Regions from separate parts of the Juglans regia genome. Here region 2 is linked to region 1. The links are chromatin contacts, called in public Hi-C maps. All regions are on one chromosome and are shown on one strand. The core of a region is the stretch at or near the end of the contact, and the rest is flanking DNA. Distances in the headings are between cores, read along the strand shown. Region 1 holds the start of LOC108985574. Region 2 holds the start of LOC108985576 (mpv17-like protein).

Region 1 (2,700 bases), core at 135-2,634:
TAGTTTAATAAGAATAAAATAAAATAAAAAATAATAAAAAATAATATTAAAATATATAAAATATGTGGTGTGAGATGATAACTAGCATTCCTCTAACAAAAAATATACACCATAAATTTTGAAAGATTTTATAATATACTCTGCCTTTTTAATAGGTTTCACTTTACACCTCTCTATTTAAATCTGATTGTTAAGATTTTCGCCAAAATTTATGTTTTTGCCCAATCAAATAAGTCAAAAACTGTCGATTCTTTAGGAACAAGGTTGAGTACAGGAACTGACTGATTTAAAAGCCCATGTTTGATGTTGAGATGAAATATCAGTTGTTAAAGAACATTAGGTCATTGCAGCATGGACAAGTCAATATAGGGTGGTCTACCATCTGATTGTCCGTGAGTGAGATGGCCCTGGAATTGCTTCTGTGTCTTCAGATGTGCTATCTTTTAATTTTTCCCGCTGGAAAACAACTTTTTTTTCTTTCCTTTTCTTCTGACCACCGTTGAAAAACAAACGCATAAAGTAGTAATGAATACATACACACACATATGATCTCTATGTATTTGTTGTAATAATATGTGTAATAATGCTTCCTTTAAACATAAAGAACTGCTGAATGGCGTTAATAAATAGATATAAATGACTGAAATAGATAGAGAAATTTCTGCCTTAGAAATCATGTAACTTCATAACCCAATTCATGTAGTTTCAGGAAGAATGACCAGTCAACATGCATAATGAGCTATAATTACGCACAAGATAACAGTATTGGAACCATGAACCGTCACAATCATGTTAGCAGGTCCACATTGCTTTTGCAGTTCACACGCACACAGAAGAGAGAGAGAGAGAGAGCATACTTTGGGAGAAGGGTAATCAAGCTTTCCATGGAAAACCATCTGGGCGGCCTCGAGATCCGTACGTGGCCTTTCGGCGGAAGATGTTGATCTGGCCCTCAGAAACCTCTCATAGATAGCCATAACAAGGAACATTGATATGAGAATGGCAGTGGCGACGAGCCCAAAAGATACAGCATTCACTGAGTTGTACAAGTGCCTCCATTGCTCCTCTCTCTCTCCGTTTAGCGGAGCCAATGTTGGTGGTACCACTCCCCATCTATCTTCGTCACCACCCATCAGAAGCTGAGGCTTAGTTTAGCAGTAAGCTGAGGAAACAGATGAAAGGCAGGGAAGTGAGTGAAACCGGCCAGAACAAGTCATTCTTTCAAAATGATACAGTGGTTAGCTCGTCGAGGATCGAACTTAATATATATTCGCCTAGCTAGAACAGGTTTAGAACTGCCACAAAAAGAACAACGAAGAGAGGAGAAAAAGGGATTTTACTTATTTATTTTTTTCAGAGCCTTTACGAGAGAGATTGGTAAGAGAGCTCTGGGCTATTGGGCTTAAAAAGTTTCGGGTGGAGCTGCAGCTTTTATATCGAAAAAATACTTGTACTAAATACCATCTTTTGCTTACGTTATATGCATGATTTATTTTGTTGATAATATAATATAAATAATAAAATTTATTTTTTTAAATCTAATTTAACAAGAAGATGTAGATTTTATTTATATAATATTTTTAATAACTTCAAATTAAAATAGAGAAAATCTGACCAAATAAGGTTTAATTACAAAATACTTAATATATATCTTGTTTTTTTTTAAAGTATAAGAAATTTGAAATATATGAAAAATTCAATTTTTTTATAATTTAAAAAAAAAATATACGAGACTTATATATTTTAAAACTCACCGATAATTTTGGCGGTGCATATTGATGTACAATATTATACTTTAGTAGTGTTGTGATTATTAACTTGTTTTTTGTTTTTTATAAGTGGTTTTGTGTGTAAATATGGTGGCAATTGCAATTGAACCAATGGGACGGTCCTTGCTTACGCAAGAAAGCCCAATTGACGCAAGATGACAATTATTAGAAAACCAAAGTTGGGTTAGTAAAAATTTGAAACTCCACGGAATTCATTATATTCGGAGAAACGAAAAAAGATATATCTAATCGTGAATTTAATAGTTGCAGCGTAATTATTTTGGAAAATGTGAATAAAATATGTGATTTATATGAATAAAATTAATTTTTTAATATTATTTTTATTTTAAGATTTAAAAAAATTGAATTGTTTATTTAATTTATATTAGAAGTTAAAAAAATTATAATTATTAAATAAAATAAGATAAGATGATATGAGATATTTTTTAAAAATAAACGAGGCCTTAAATTATTTATAAATTATAGTGAAATAATTTATAACGATAGTAAATAATAATATATTGTTTATAAATAATAATGAAGTCTGCCAAACACAGCCTAAGCTAATTAATGACGTATACAACATTGCACCTCTCTATGATGTGGTCCCCCACTCCATCCTTCACGTGCACCCTGTGTCTGTGGGGTCTCCCCAAACGATGGGACCACATTCGACGCGTGTCCAGGTAAAAAAACCATACCAGATTTATGTTCCACTCGTCGTGTCTGAATTGGGCAGATCTTTTCCTGTCGAATGAGTATCAGGTAGTGGTCCGCAGGTCACAGCCCACGAGTCAGATCTGGGCCTGCTTTATTTGGGCTCACGTGAACCACCCTTTTTTATTATTGTTTTACCTTTCCTTTCTCTCTCCTTTCGATGGTGTTTACGCATGGTTTAGAAGCTGGCCTCTGACATCACTTATACTTCGGT
Region 2 (2,841 bases), core at 254-2,753, 130 kb after region 1:
CTAGATCGGGTGTACTCAGATCTTTCATTTAAATTAATCGGATTAAGGTTGTGTTTGGATGTTGAAGTGAGTTGAGTTGAGTTGAGTTGAGTTGAGATGATAAAATATTGTTAGAATATTATTTTTTAATATTATTATTATTTTAAGATTTGAAAAAGTTAAATTATTTATTATATTTTGTATTAGAATTTGAAAAAGTTATAATGATGAGTTTAGATGAGTTTAGAAACCAAACTCACCAAGATTTAAAAGTTTGACATTTTTAAGGATTAGTCCATATAATTGAATGATAATGACTCGACATAACAATTGCCAAGTAAAAGCACAAGCTGCACAACCCCTCGTATCGACTGTCCTTAATAGCGGCGGGATGGAGACCTACGTGGCTTCATAAAAACTATGAAAAAAGTAAGGTTGTATTGCTCGCTCGTTCTTCATTTTGAAGACCATTTCCCCAAAGGAGACGCAACTTTTTTAAATACGGGACGTGTTTATGCATTTTGCGTAGACATCTTTCCTTCTAAAATTTAAAAAATATTGATATTTAAAAAATATGTAAAAATTTTGTGTACAGTTATTTTTATATATTCTTTATACATTATATTAATGTGATTAGTTGCATTATTTTTTTAATATAAAATAATTGATTTAGATAATCACATAAGTGAAATGTATAAAAAATACGTAAAAGTAATTATATGTAATAGAATTCTTTAAATAAAAAGATAAAAATAACAAATCAAATCACATGTTAATATTTGGCTTAGAGAATGATAAATATATTTTTTTTTTCTTTTTATCCTCAAATGCTTAGGCTGCAACAATCTTTATAATCTTCAATATTTAATATTAATAAAAACCAAAATAATGTAAATCACCTTTTGATTATAAAATAAAACAGTTTATCTATATGTAAACAAACGCAATTTATTAAAAATATTGTTCTTATGCAGATTTTATATTTGAAAAAAAAAAGTTTTTAAGATATGAAGCATATGCATTTTAATTTTAAAATAAAAATAATAAGAATCTTAATTATTATACTTATAAATCCAATCTATAAATAAAATATCTTATTTTATTTTATGTTAAATATATTTTAAACATGAAACACGTGTTCTTGTGTAGATTTAAAGCTCAAAATAAATAAAAACTAACAATAGCCTGTATGGTAATAATACTAAAAACTATTGGAAAAATTAAAATAGTTAAAAATTTCAGACTTTAATTCAATTAAAAATAAAAGAAAATCAGTTTAAAATGAAAATCGAATTTCAATAATAAATGCTATATATAATACGAGTAATATTATATATAATCGTAAAATATATAAATATTATATTATTATTTTAAAAAAATAAAATTTATATAAAAATATTAATTTTTTTTCATATAAATTTTATATTTTTTATCTTAAATAATTACACGAAACTTACGTATTCACAACTACAAATATCGTTTCTCGAATAATATATCGCCTGATAAGCATTACTCATACTATTCGGTATTTATTTATTTAAAGTTCTCTCCTCTCTGTCTCTCTCCCTTCCCTTCTGTTCTCTTCTGCGGCTCACCATTTTCAATGGCTACTCTTAGCATCACCGCCCCCCATAAACTCCCTTCGCTCACCAAATCCATCGCAGAATCCCAGAGACCTAACTTTCCTCCATCTATGCTCTCCTCCCAAGTCTTCACCAAGTCCAACCCATTAAGCAATTTCAGCTTTTCAACCCGTAAAAGGAGCTGTGTCATTTGGTCGGTCACAGAGGACCGAGAAGTTGTTCCGGTGAAGGAGAATCTTAATATTGTCAAGGATGAAGAAAGCCGGTTGTTACTAAATGGGTCTGAAGAACTTCAGCCTCTTTCTACTTCTGAGGGGAGAGAAGAGGATGATGATTTTGATAGGTTGGTTAGCAAAGCTATCAATGCCTCTATTGTTCTAGGATTTGGGACCTTCGCCGTCAGCAAGTTGCTCACCATTGACTATGATTACTGGCATGTGAGTGATTTCGTATGTTAAGTTTTGCTTGTATTTTTCCTCGCTCCATTTTCGGACATGGGTATTTACGAGAATCGGCTTTTGCATAGTTAATTGCATAGATGCTGATGATACTTTTACGCTTTTCTCACTTTTGGTTTGCAAAATAGCCTTGAATCGTCAATTACGGTTTTTTTTCATTCGAGTACGGAGTACGTATAAATGCGATATTATTTTGGTTAATTATTTTCCTGGATATCCTTTTGTTTTTTAAGCATACTTATGTTCTTTGTCATGGGAGATTGGGAACCGTTTAAATGTTATAGATTTCTATATTGCAGAAATCAATTTCCATGTACGGGAAATTTTGCCCAAAAATCAGATTGACAGACAAATGTAATCATCAAATTGATTAGATAACTTTTGAAAGCTTATGTTCGCTTTTCATGCCGTTTTCCATTCATAAATGATGTCAAAGTTGCCTCTTTCAGTAATTGTATCTTGCCTGTCAAGACCAACTTTTTGTTTTAATTTTCTCAGGGATGGACCCTTTATGAGGTTCTAAGGTATGCACCCGAACACAATTGGATTGCCTACGAACAAGCTCTCAAAGCAAACCCTGTTTTAGCCAAAATGGCAATAAGTGGGATTGTGTATTCTCTAGGAGATTGGATCGCTCAAGTATGTGCTTGAAGGAGATTATCTTAAATGATTTGTCCTGGTCATAGATACTTTGATTGATTCTTTAGTTGTTTCCTTCTGAATTTTCAGTGTTATGAAGGAAAGCCTCTTTTTGAGTTTGACCGGACACGCATGTTCAGATCGGGCCTTGTTGGGTTTACTCTCCACGGTTCCCTTTCTCA

Evidence for each region. A called contact is a pair of places that touch in the nucleus more often than the background predicts.
Region 2: a contact with region 1 is called in a Hi-C map of leaf, with 5 times the contacts expected there. The contact joins the promoter of LOC108985576 here to the promoter of LOC108985574 in region 1. A contact is called at or near these places in 2 of 3 Hi-C or Micro-C datasets (both in leaf).

What each region holds. Positions count from the first base shown.
Region 1 is chr1:20,481,347-20,484,046 of Walnut 2.0, forward strand. LOC108985574 reads right to left here and starts at 1,385. Exons shown (of 2, transcript XM_018957917.2): 1 at 858-1,385. The coding sequence starts at 1,133.
Region 2 is chr1:20,609,701-20,612,541 of Walnut 2.0, forward strand. It overlaps LOC108985576 (mpv17-like protein), which reads left to right and starts at 1,504. Exons shown (of 8, transcript XR_001995219.2): 1 at 1,504-1,999; 2 at 2,519-2,659; 3 at 2,750-2,841.